Linked DNA regions of Sus scrofa: regions 1 and 2 are each linked to region 3. Evidence: chromatin contacts called from public promoter capture Hi-C data. All regions are on one chromosome and are shown on one strand. The core of a region is the stretch at or near the end of the contact, and the rest is flanking DNA. Distances in the headings are between cores, read along the strand shown. Region 1 holds the start of ST13 (hsc70-interacting protein). Region 2 holds the start of SLC25A17 (peroxisomal membrane protein PMP34). Region 3 holds the start of L3MBTL2 (lethal(3)malignant brain tumor-like protein 2).

Evidence for each region. Promoter capture Hi-C pulls out the DNA fragments that hold promoters and counts their contacts.
Region 1: a promoter capture Hi-C map of fetal liver shows a contact between it and region 3, with 4 times the contacts expected there. The contact joins the promoter of ST13 here to the promoter of L3MBTL2 in region 3. A contact is called at or near these places in 1 of 5 promoter capture datasets (fetal liver) and 2 of 2 datasets of contacts at active chromatin or transcription factors (alveolar macrophages and skeletal muscle).
Region 2: a contact with region 3 is called in a promoter capture Hi-C map of fetal liver, with 2.8 times the contacts expected there. The contact joins the promoter of SLC25A17 here to the promoter of L3MBTL2 in region 3. A contact is called at or near these places in 1 of 5 promoter capture datasets (fetal liver) and 1 of 2 datasets of contacts at active chromatin or transcription factors (alveolar macrophages).

What each region holds. Positions count from the first base shown.
Region 1 is chr5:7,581,367-7,585,474 of Sscrofa11.1, reverse strand. It overlaps ST13 (hsc70-interacting protein), which reads right to left and starts at 2,401. Exons shown (of 12, transcript XM_003481531.4): 1 at 1,870-2,401. The coding sequence starts at 1,979. XPNPEP3 (probable Xaa-Pro aminopeptidase 3) reads left to right here and starts at 2,494. Exons shown (of 8, transcript XM_021091468.1): 1 at 2,494-2,676. The coding sequence starts at 2,613.
Region 2 is chr5:7,619,481-7,624,143 of Sscrofa11.1, reverse strand. It overlaps SLC25A17 (peroxisomal membrane protein PMP34), which reads right to left and starts at 1,506. Exons shown (of 9, transcript XM_003126004.4): 1 at 1,311-1,506. The coding sequence starts at 1,364.
Region 3 is chr5:7,275,803-7,280,061 of Sscrofa11.1, reverse strand. L3MBTL2 (lethal(3)malignant brain tumor-like protein 2) reads left to right here and starts at 2,429. Exons shown (of 17, transcript XM_021091462.1): 1 at 2,429-2,574. The coding sequence starts at 2,551. LOC110260636 (a long non-coding RNA gene) reads right to left here and starts at 508. Exons shown (of 3, transcript XR_002343887.1): 1 at 295-508.

The DNA of each region.
Region 1 (4,108 bases), core at 1,152-3,651, 310 kb before region 3:
AAAACAGAAAAACAACAACTTGTAATATCTCAACTTGTAACATCTCAATTTCAAGCTGAGGGTAAGGTGCATACACACGCCAAGATCCTTCATCCCATACTCAAACTAACAATTTAGGCTACCAAAAGAAAAAAAATGAGTGGAACCAAAAAGAAGAACCAGAATCACCTATGGGAAACGTTAAAGTAAGAAATACGGCAATTGTTTTGAAGCAAGGCTTGACAATATTTTCCAGACTTTACATTGGAATTCTCTACATAGCCACTCCAGCACAAATTACAACACTATTCTTAGCTATGTTTTAACATTTTTGTCAGTACCCTCTCTACTTCTACGTAAGTGGAACAAGACATTGTACCCACTCAGTACAATGTTCAGCCCTGGTGCCAGCTATTTCTTCCTGTAGTATAAGTCCGTTTTACCTGGAATTTTAGAAACAATTTATTAACTGTAAGCTACTTCCTCTAATGAGTAAATAATAAAAGAACAAAAGCATACAAATGTCTTAAGCGAAGCTTCTGGATCATCAAGTTTTACAAAAGAGAGAACAACTAAAAATCTAAACCTCAATTCCTAGTCCTGAAAATCTAACAGCACCTTACAGGTTTTTTTTCTGTTAAAAAGCAGAAATTGGCAAAAAGGTATTCTAACTTAGCAATTAAATCACTACAGTAACTAATCCTTAAGTAGTCTCAGAATTTTACATAAATAACATGAGGAAATATCTTATTTAGAGTAGCTAAAAAACCAGTAGGGAAGGGAGGAGAACTGAGAAACTTCTTAGAGAAAAAACATTATTATCCCACCAAAAGCTGATTGATCTGAACTTAAGTTTCTTCCTTAGAACAAGCTTACTGGAAGACCCATTCTTTCAAATATTTGCTAAACATGGGTTCAATGTCCCGCGCAAAAAAATTAGTAAAATAAACAGATCATTTAGGGTAGTACCTTTTAGGGCTCACATTGTTTTGCAATGTCGCTATTTATCACTGCGCGGTGCAACTAGTATGTCACCTCTCAAAATTCCTCACGTAGTAGTGAATTTTAAAAATCACTTCGGGAAAGATTTCCCTTTCTCCCTTAAATTCCTCCACAAAACGCAGAATACTAATCTCTATTACACGCTACATATCAAAACGAATTTTTGTATTTATTCATCTGTATCCCTAAATAGATTGTACTTATACTGTTTCCTCGCTAGCATTTGGCACAACGCCTGTTCAGTTAATTCCATGCACGTAGCGACGTACTCTGGAGTTAAAGATAACAAGAACAGATCGTGTTAACACGCGGGTCCTCGAAAAATCATTTTTCTTAAAGTGCCTGAAGTGATGGTACTGCCACTAATCAGATATAAAAAGCGATTCCCAAAATGATTCTACGCCCTTAAAGTCGTTGTAAATGTAATCAAAGCTAGGTATCATTTTTACAACACTTTTAAAGACACAGTGCGTAAGGGAGTTGTTTTGTGTCACTGCGACCTAAGCAGGACACCAGATTTCAAGAAAAACAACTCCACGCGAAAGCCGAGTCTCGCAGCTCGCGCCCCTCCCCCTCACGTCTTCCGTGTCCAAGTCCCCGCAATCGCCTGCATCTCGCCCAAGACACACCCCCGGCGGCCTCCGGGGGCAAGGAACGCAGCTGGGCCTCTGCCTTCCCTGCCTCTCAACTACCTAAGCTCCCCGATCCCCCACTGGACCCTCGAGGGCGCCTAGCTTTCCCGGCCACGGAGCGAGCCACAAAGCGAAGGCGACGCCACTGGCCTCGCCACCGAGCTCCAGGCTCCGCCGCCCCGCGCCAGCTCCCGCCTAGCTCCCCCTCCGGCCGTCCCTCTTCCCACCCCCAACGGTCCTCAGGCCCGGGTCTCACCTCTCCACCCACTCCCTCAGGAAGCGCATTTCCTCGGTGTGCAGAACGCTCGGGTCCTGCTTACACATTTTCACGAAGGCTCGAAGTTCGCTCACTTTGCGGGGGTCCATGGTCCGGGCGCGGCGGGAGGCGGCGGGCTCGGCGGTGGCTGTGGCCCGATTCCAGGCCCGGGCGCTGGCTCAGCGTGGCGTAAAGGGGGCGGCTGCCGCGAGGCAGAACAGACTAGAACCTCCCCGGCCGCTGGCTCCGCCCACCCAACGGTCTCGTGACCCCGGGTCCTTCGCCCGTTCATTCCTGCTCCCTTTACCTCTGCCCTGCGCACTAGCTAGAACATTCTAGAAGTGTGGCTGTTCGTGCGGTGCCTGCCTTTGCACGCACGCATTCTTACAGCCTTAACTCAGAACCACAGCTCTGCATGGTTAAGTCCCCAGCCGTGCTTTCAAGGAGGGCAGGACCTCTCGGCCCCTGCAGGGAGCCATTTAGAACAGGACATTCTGTGAGTGTGGCCACTAAATGTAACACGACGTCATGACGCCCAAAGGGCTCTCCGGCCGGAGCAGTGGTCACAGCTCCGCACGTGACGTCAACATTGGGCGCCGCCGCGGGAGGAAAGCCCGGCGAGCGGCGCCGGCCGGAAGGGGAGGGGCGCTTGGCCGAGGTTTCCTGGCGACGCAGCCCTGCGGGGCGCCGCTTCTACGGCTGTTTTTTTTTCCTTTTCTCCCAGGTCCGTGTGCGTGGCAGTCATGCCTTGGTTGCTCTCAGCAACTAAGCTTGTTCCCGCCGTAGCAAGCGCCCGCAGCCTCTCAGGTTAGACTCACCTCCCACAGTGTCCCCTCCAAGGCTTGCTCGCTGAGAAGCCTGAGGCGCACCAGAGGGAACCACGTCGATCTCGGGAGATTCCTGGTTCGGCGGACCCTTCTCCTGCTGGGGCCTCCACTCCCAGACCCTCTGTGCGCTCCTGGGATTTCTTCTCTACCTGCTGCTTCTGGAAAAGGGTGGGCCTTGTGTTCGCTCTACCGTTGAGGTATTCGGGGAGGTTGAAATGATTGCAGAGAGAAAAGCGTGCCCTGTCTTCCCGCAGGGGCTGTCTTCACAGTAACTTGGACTCATGGAAGTTGTAGCAGGTATCACACTTGCTCAGGTGTCAAAGTGTCTCACATCGAGTGACTCTCGTTTCTATTAAGTGAACGTAAGATTGTATTTTCGTGTTTTCAAAGATTTAACAGCTCCAGAATGGACAAGAAACGAATGTTTGCTAATACAAATTCTTTTGAGTAGTTCCCTGTCAGAGATACTCGTGAGGCTTTTTATGTCTGGAAGCCTTGCTTGTTAAGGCCAGATGGAGTAGTCCGGGAATATGGGGGCCATTTTTTTAGGGTGTACTCTGTCACGAACAATTAAAGTTCTTTGCCTTTACTTGTGACTTTTGCATTTGTTGAGGCTTTGTGTAAAACGTGATTAATCAAGGTTTAGGGCAAGGTACTGTATTTGGTACACACCAAAGTATTCATAATGCTTCGTTTTGCTTCAGCAGTATAAATAACTTTAACCACCTCTTAATGTTAATATAATATACATAGATAGGCTTTTTGAATGAGTGAATGATGAATGATCCTCTTGGATCGTTGCAATTCCAATAAGTTAGAGCAAATACCATTTTACCGATGGGGAACTGAAACTAACACAGTAACAAGTAAGAAGTCAGGAATGTTAGTTGTATGATTGCCATCTAGACCTTTTGCTGTTATACCTCTACTTGGTCTTACTCTGGCTTAGTAGAGCCCTTTTGGAACTTTTTTTTGGGGGGGGGTGTCTTTTTGGAGCCACACCCATGGCATATGGAAGTTCCTAAGCTAGGGGTCTAATCAGAGCTGCAGCTGCCGGCCTATGCCACAGCCACAGCAACTCGGGATCTGATCTGCGTCTGCGACCTACACCACAGCTCACAGCAATGCTGGGTCCCTAATCCACTGAGCAAGGCCAGGGATTGACCCTTCATCCCCATGGATGCTAGTCAGATTCGTTTCTGCTGAGCTACTCCATCTTTTGGAACTTTTTAGTAAGCCAGAAAGAATGTATCTTCAGTTAACAACTTTTTAGTCGTCATTGTGGATGAATCTCCACTTCACTAGAGTTGCTCTCAGTCCAGGTAGATGTTAGAAAAGCAACGGATAAATAAGAATATAGCAAAGGATGATAATAGTGTCTTGACTCAAGTGACATGGGGGCTCAAGCAAGG
Region 2 (4,663 bases), core at 257-2,756, 350 kb before region 3:
TTCTCACCACCTCCACTGCTACCATCCTGGTTCCCTGACAGCGTCTCTGTTTTCACCCTTGCTCCCTGACAGTCTACTTTCAACAGAGCAGCCAGAATGATGTAAACCAGCAAGCTGCTGCATGCTCAAAAACGCAACAGTTGGCTAGCTGTCTGTATTTCACACTCAGAGTGAAAAGTCTCACACCACTTGGTCCCCTGAAACCCACTTGCATCTTTGTTGTCTCCATTCCAGACACAGAGGTCTCCACGCCCATCCTAGAGCAGGTCAAGCAAGCCTCCACTGCAGAGCAAGACTTTACACTGGCTGGAAAGCTCTTCTAGTCTAATTGAATGAACCAAGACTTCCAAATCAGACACTTCCATGAACTACTGTGTCACCTAAATCACGTTAACAACTCTGTGAAGTAGGTGTCAATACCCCCCCTTTACAGATTCGGAAAGTGACATTTAAAGACCACCTATCCAACACATGATGGAGTTGCGGTTCAATTCCCATTATTATGCACAGAATCCTGAGCTCACAGTGCAGTTTGGGGGGACTAGGAGAGGACTCAGTAATGTTCTTCTGAAGTCCCAATGAGTCCAGGTGCACGTCGACAGCTAGAGAGGGATGTAAGGAAAGGCAGTCAGAGAAACAGGATAAGAACCAGGAGGGGAAATTACCCAAACCCAGAGTGTAAAGTTCCTAGGAAAAGGGAGTGGTGTCAAATGGAAGCGAGACATACAGAAGCCCAAGAACCAAGCATATTCCTCAGAGTAAACCACACCTGGGTAGAGGGGAACTTTGATCTTGATTTAATTAAAACAAAACAAAACAAAAAGAGGTATTTTTCTTCTGCCAAGAACAAGAGGTACCCCGACTAGGTTCTACCACTTGCCTGCAGCAAGATGTGTAATTAAGCATGTGATTAAGCAACACAGCTTTACACCAAGGCTCGCCTCTGGCCCAGTGAGACAAAGTCTGTGTGTGGAGTGGGGGAGGGAGAGGGGGAATGACTGCCCTTTATATTTCCGAAGTCAAAGAAAACTGCAATTACTTTCTCCCCGAGGGTGTGTGGGACCACCGCTGCCTACATCCCAGATATTCTCTAACTGGCCAGAGCGGTAGCCAGAGGCGGAGGGTAAGTGTCGGCCTTCACCCCAAATGCTTCTAGCAACACTTCACCTAAGCCCCATTCCTCTTCGCCCCAGTCAGGCCAAGAGACTCCACACGAACTCCTTCTCATCCCCATCCCCCAGTCACATCCCGGTCCGGCCCCAGAGAAGCCCCACACCCGCAATGGCCCGGACGTGAAGACCCCGCCTCACCACGGCTCCTGCCACGGCGTGGACCAGGTTTTCGTAGGACAGCACGGAAGCCATAGGTGCGGTTCCCGCAGACCTGGTCACAGTTCTCCAGCAGGAGCCACAGCCAGTCGAGAGAGGAAAGAAGCACTGGAGCCCCGAGAGGTAGCGTCAGAAACTCCACCCTCTCAAGCCCGCCTCCTCCAAAACAACTCCTTCCGGGTCACAGGGCGCCCAGTCTCCCGGCCAGAGGCTGGAGGGAAGGGAAGGCGGGCCTGAGGACGCCCCTTGGTTCTGATTGGCCCCCGAGGCTTGCGCCGGGCGGGGCAGTGCGTGCTGGCCCCACCACCCCTGTGGTTCCCTGGAGTTCCCAGGGCTTGGCCAGTCGTGCTTCACGTCAACTCCAACACAGGGGGCGACAGAAAACCTACGCAGCCTCCTTTTTCTCCACTTCTGTCCGTAAGACAAGCTGGAGACAAGAAAGATGGGGGATTCATTTTCCTGTTTTCTTCTCACTAGTGTTTTTAGTCACATTTTGGTCAAGCGGAAGTAAGTATTGCTTGGGCAGGTCTACCTCCTGGTAGGAAGAGAACTTGAGCTTCAGGGAATCAGATAATCATAAAGAGATGGGAACAAACTAGTTAGCAGCTAGGAAGATCATTTAACCTTTTGGTTTCCTTTGTGAAATGATAATTAAAATCGACTCTACCTGCTGTGAGGATTACAAATTATGTAGATATACTTTATAAAATGCAGAAGAAAAAACTTCTTTTGTGTTGAAAAGTGAAAAACCAAACTACACAGAACTAGAAAACCACACGCTACCACCCCTCACCGACATCATAGCATAATACACCATGCTTTAGAACTTCAACCTTACTTCTTCACTTGGGCACCATAGTTCAGCGTCTCTGCCAGCTTCAGGACCGGTTAGTTTACTTTTATAATCCTTGCTGATAATCCTCGAGTACTTACTACAGCCAGCCTCAATGTTTTCTGCCCTTTACATTTACTCCCAGCAGAGGGCCCTAAAGATGTTCACCTGCTTGTGTTTTCACAAAATTTGCAGAAAATATTTTAACCACCACTGGTTAGGATCCCTTTCCCTTTAAACTCCCTTTCATTTAGGGTGGTGACCACAGCTAAGTCAAAGACGAGCTGGGGACACGTATTTAGAAGTGCTTATTTGTATGTACTAATTTAAGTTGCCGCTAGATGTCCTGTTGTAGGAATCATTTCTACCACCCTCTAGAGTCATGACAGGAAGGCGCAGTGAAAGTCAAATGAAGATAGGATTCTGGCACTAGAACATAGAAGCTTGTCTGCTGAAAATTTGAGAACTCAGTTCTCATGAACTCCTAATTAAATTGAAAGCTCTCTCAAGAACAAACCGGATTATGTAGCATGCAGATTTATAAATATACTGTCTTTATGATGGTAATTGAACACGATTAATATTTTTTCTTTACTATCGCACCTGTGGTATGTGGACATTCCCAGGCCAGGGGTCTAATAGGAGCTGCAGCTGTGGCCTAGGCCACAGTCACCTCAACACTGGAGCCGAGCCACTTCTGCTACCTACTCCACAGCTTGTGGCAACAATGGATCCTTAACCCACAGAGGGAGGCTAGGGAGCCAACCCAGATCCTCTCGGAGGCTATGTTGGGTTTCTAACACTGAAAAACACTGAGCTGAGCCACAGTGGGAACTCCCACAGTGTAATTTCTCATAATTCTATTTGTAGGGTATGACCTAGAGCAGACAGCATGTTCATCTGTGTGAAATCTTTTGCATCCCAGCTATCAAAAAATATCTCAATCAAGACAGAATTACCTTTCTACTCTACAAGTCATATAAACAGTGCAAGCACTTATGTACATACATTATCTATTAAACAGAACTACCTCTACAGAGCTATTTTATTTTTTTTTTTTTTAATTTTCCCACTGTACAGCAAGGGGGTCAGGTTATCCTTACATGTATACATTACAATTATATTTTTCCCCCACCCTTTCTTCTGTTGCAACATGAGTATCTAGACAAAGTTCTCAATGCTATTCAGCAGGATCTCCTTGTAAATCTATTCTAAGTTGTGTCTGATAAGCCCAAGCTCCCGATCCCTCCCACTCCCTCCCCCTCCCATCAGGCAGCCACAAGTCTCTTCTCCAAGTCTATATGATTTTCTTTTCTAAGGAGATGTTCATTTGTGCTGGATATTAGATTCCAGTTATAAGTGAAATCATATGGTATTTGTCTTTGTCTTTCTGGCTCACTTCACTCAGTATGAGATTCTCTGGTTCCATCCATGTTGCTGCAAATGGCATTATGTCATTCTTTTTTATGGCTGAGTAGTATTCCATTGTGTACATATACCACATCTTCCGAATCCAATCATCTGTCGATGGACATTTGGGTTGTTTCCATGTCCTGGCTATTGTGAATAGTGCTGCAATGAACATGCGGGTGCATGTGTCTCTTTTAAGTAGAGTTTTGTCCGGATAGATGCCCAAGAGTGGGATTGCGGGGTCATATGGAAGTTCTATGTATAGATTTCTAAGGTATCTCCAAACTGTTCTCCATAGTGGCTGTACCAGTTTACATTCCCACCAACAGTGCAGGAGGGTTCCCTTTTCTCCACAGCCCCTCCAGCACTTGTTATTTGTGGATTTATTAATGATGGCCATTCGGACTGGTGTGAGGTGATATCTCATGGTAGTTTTGATTTGCATTTCTTACAGAGCTATTTTCAATTTCTAAAAATCGTAACTTTTTTGCTTGCTCTTAAAATTCACTTTCACATCTCAGTATTCCTATTTACTATTTTTTTCTCAGAGACCTTCCTGAATCACATCAGCATGAAGTTCCACACTGCAAAAACAGTACTTATAAATTTTTTTTTTTAATTTTATGGCTGCACCTGGGGCACATGGAAATTCCCAAGCCAAGGACTGAATCTGACGCGGCAGCAACGCCGAATCCTTTACCCCACTGCACCTGGGCTAGGGATTGAACCTGCACTTCCTCAGCTATCCAAGCCACTGCATTCGGATTCTTAAGCCATTGTGCCACTGCAGGAACTTCAAAAAATTTACTGTCATTTTGTTCACATCTACACTGTCACTACAAAATAAAAGTAACTTAGCCAGAACCTTACATTTCATGTACATAGTTTCTACACTGGCATATTTATGGTCAAGTTACACTACAACCTGCAAGTATCCCAGTGATCTGAGTGAGCCACTAAAACATCCTGATTATATACCATGTACTAAGATTTTCATAGCACTTCTGTGTGTGTTCATACTAGTTCTATTTACAACCCCCCTCACTCTGGTTCTGCTTAATACTTAACAATCGTTTCAAAATGTTTGCTGAAC
Region 3 (4,259 bases), core at 1,180-3,679:
TGGAGAAGGGAAAGAAATGGAGGTAGCGTGTGCAGACAATTCTTTCGAGACATTATGGGGGGGTGGGGGAACAGCACAATGGCAGGGGACAGAGGAGGTGGGTTCAAGGGATTTATTTGAATAGAATGGTTGATGACACATGAGCGAGTTGTGCTGCTATTGGGAATGATCCAACAGAGAGATGAGTGATCCCAGAGAGGGGGACAGTGACTTACTGAGGGAAGGCCCCCAAAAAAGGGGGAAGTATGTGAGGTTGTGTGTAGATGCATGGCTCAGACCAGCCAAAAAGCTTACCGTTGCTACAGCATCACACCCAGGCCCAGGAGCTCCATGGCAGAGAAAACGTCCACACTGTTCCAAGGTGGCCACTGTTGCTTAGAAACTTGTGTTTCACAAGATGTTTCAGCTGAATTCCTAATTAATGTCCATTTCAACTTGTGCTAATAGTTCCTGTCACTGAGGTCCTGCCTCTGCTTTGTCACTCCCCTAAAGCCTGTTACTTCTTCTTTTTTTTTTTTTTTTTTTTTCTTTTCTTTTTAGGGCCACACCCTCAGCATGTGGAGGTTCCTAGGCTAGGGGTCTAACCCGAGATACAGCTGCTGGTCTACGCCACAGCCACAGCAACAAAGGATCCAAGCCGAGTCTGTGATCTACACCACAACTCATGGCCCCGCCCGATCCTTAACCCAGGGATTGAACCTGAAACCTCATGGTTCCTAATCGGATTCATTTCCACTGCACCACAACAGGAACTCCAAGCCTGGTATTTCTGTTTCTTTTGTTGCAAAGGCAGGAAGCTGGAAAGCTTAGGTTTCAACTTTCTTCTGCTGTTGATCATATGTGCATTGTGATGAAAAATAGTGTATCAGAAAGAGCTGGATTTAGAGACTCTCATTCTATTTTAAGGAGAGGTTGTCCAAAATTGTGGAATTTATATCTCTAGTTCAGGGCTCTCTGATGAGCTCCAACTGCCTTCTTGCCCTCTTGGGGACATCTCAGACCAAACAGAATTTTATTCTTTTATTTTATTTTGGGCTGCATCATGCTCATGGCATGTGAAAGTTCCTGAGCTAGGGATCAAAGCCACGCCACAGCAGTGACCTGAGCCACAGCTGTGACAACACCAGATCCTTAGCTTGCTAGGGAGCTAAGTCAAGCAGAATTCTTTTCTTTTCTTTTTTTTTTTTGGTTTTTTGTCTTTTTAGGGCCACACCCACAGCCTATGGAGGTTCCCAGGCTAGGGGTCTCATCAGAACTGTAGCCGCAGGCCTACGCCACAGCCACAGCAATGCCAGATCTGAGCTGTGTCTTTGACCTACACCACAGCTCACGGCAACACCAGATCCTTAACCCACTGAGTGAGGCCACGGATCGAACCCACAGCCTCAAGGTTCCTAGTCAGATTCGTTAACCACTGAGGCACAAAGGGAACTCCAAGAATTCTTAACTCCAAACTCATTCATTCCTTGTACAGTTTCTAACCACTACAGAATATGGTCCCACTGTCTACCTATCCAGAGTAGACAGGCACCTTTACCCAGAGTCACTCTGGATTCCTCCCTCTTCCAAACCTACTCCAAACAATTAATTACTGCCTCCAATATATTTCTCAAATTCTTCTACTTTTTTGCCAGCCTTCTAAGTCTGGCCTGATTCAAGCCACCATCATCCTTCCCCTGGATCAGTACAAGTGCCTTCTAACTTGTCTCCTTGCTGCTTCTCTCTCTCTCTCTCTCTGTTTTTGGCCTCACCGGTGGCATGAAGAAGTTCCTGGGCCAGAGATCAGACAAGCACTACAGCAGCAACCAGAGCCCAGCAGAAATAACTGCTGTATACTTAACTCCTTTCTTTCTCTTTCTCTCTTTCTTTTTCTTTCCTTCCTTCTTTTCTTTTTTCTTTTCAGGGCCCCAGGTGGGGCATATGGAAGTTCCCAGGCTAGGGGTCAAATCGGAGCTATAGCTGCTGGGCCAAGCCATCCCAGATCCAAGCCACGTCTGTGACCTACACCACAGCTCACAGCGACGCAGGATCCTTAAACCACTGAGCCAGGCCAGGGATAGAACCTGCATCGTCACTGATGCTAGTTGGGTTCCTAACCAGCTGAGCTACAACAGGAACTCTAAGCACCCTAAATTTCTAATCAGGGAGAGTGCGAAATTATTCCCAGCTCCTGAACAGTGCGTATCTTAGGTAGTCAATGATGTTTAATGAAGAATGGGGTCAGAATGATGTAAACAGCTCTACGTGGATAAAGGGTAACAGTCCCCGCAAGCCGCAGCAGGGCTAAGGCGGGGGGCTTTCCCCTTCGTTGTGGCAACGCCCGCTTCAGCACGCACCCACTAGGGAACTACAAGTCCCACAAGCGCCCGCTGCTTCCCCACCTCCAAGAGAGGCGGGCCGGGGGCTAGCGCGGAACCGGCTTTTCCTCTTTCCCGCAGCCTGATTGGCCCGAGGCTCTGAGAGGCGGCCAATGAGTGCGCTCGGGAAGAGCGGCCAGGCCAATATGGCTTCCTGCACCTGGTGACGGTCGAAGAAAGGGTGTTAGGTCTCATGGAGAAGCCCCGGGGCGTCGAGGTGAGAGGGAGCGGACGTCTCGTGCCTGGGGAAGGGAACCCCGGGAGCCTCACTCGGTGGACCCTTCCTCAGGCCTTTGAGCGACGCCTGGAGGGTGGAGGGCGGGAGGATGGATACACAGGTAGTGAGGCTGAGCGGGCCGGAGGCGATTGGCCGTGCTTTTTGCTCGCGCGCCGCTGGAGCCGAGGAGTTGAGGGAGGAGCAGCCCCTCTGGCCTAGGGGAAGGGGAGTGGGGTTCAGGATCTGAGCGCTCCAGCATCGTCTTCCTCCTCCTTGTCTCGTGGCGGTGGTCTTTCGTGATCGTGAGGGAGGCCTGTCACATTCCGATGGGAAGTAAAGGAAGATTAAAGTTTCATGAACAGTCCGTTTATTAAAGTTTAATAAACAGTCCGTGCCTGGAGCGTTCACGTGCATTATCTCTCCGATACTCAGCAGTCCTATGTTATTGTCTGGTTTGCATGGTTCGAGTGGCTGAGGCTTAGAGAGGTGATGAGCCTTCCCAGGAGAGTCACAGGGCTGTAAAGTGTAGATAGTCACTAAGTCTGCCAAGTTCCAAAACTCGACCTGTCTTATCTTTTCCACTGTACCACAACCTGTAACCCACTCATCCAGTAATCATTTGGCTCCTGGTCACCTTACATTTGAATTTGGTGACCTTTCTAGCATATTTGCATATGTAGGTTTGTTTTTGTTTTGTTTTTGTTTGTTTGTTGCTTTTGAGGGCTGAACCCACGACATATGGCCGTTTCCAGGCTAGGGGTTGAATCGGAGCTACAGCCGCCAGCCTATGCCACAGCCACAGCCACAGCAACGCCAAATCCGAGCTGAATCTGGGGCCTACACCACAACTCACCACAACGCCAGATCCTTAACCCTCTGAGGGAGGCCAGGGATCGAACCCACAACCTCATGGTTCCTGGTCGGATTGGTTTCCGCTGCGCCAGGAGGGGAACTCCTGTAGTTTTAAATATAAAGTGGAAGAGCTCAAAAACAATACAAGGGTCAAGGAGAATAACCATAAAGTGGAGAATAAAAGTTATAACTCAGTTTTGAACTTTCAGTAACTGCTGGAAACAGCTAGACTTGAGGCATCTTAGCAGTGTTCACAGCAGTCCTCTATAGAAGGTGTTGTTATTATATCCTTGGTACTGATGGAGAAACTAAGAGCAGTAGGTTAAATATCTTAACACAGAATCCCACAGGTGATAATAAGTGGGAGAACTTGGATTCAAACTCAGGCAAATCTGGTTTGAGAACCCATGCTTTTAACCAGTAATGACTGCCAACATTTATTGAGCACTTGCTGTGGGCAAGTCAATTTTCTGAGTGTCTTACCTATATTAACCCTTACTTCTCCCCCAAAGTCTGTGAAATAGGTGGAACTGCCCTCATTTACAGATGAGGAAGTCGAGGCACTGAGTTGGATCTGCTTCAGGCCATACAGCTAGAAAGCAGTAAGGATGGTATTGGATCCCTGGCCTAGAGCCCAAACTCCTCACACCTTTTCGACTACATGGCAGGTAGATTTATATATACATTATCTCATTTACATTCCTGTGAGCCAAATATTTTTCTTATTTTATAGATGAGAAAATTGAGGTGTCCCCACTGTGGCAAAGTGGATTAAGAATCTGACTGCAGGGAGTTCCCGTCGTGGCTCAGTGGTTAATGAATCCGACTAGGAA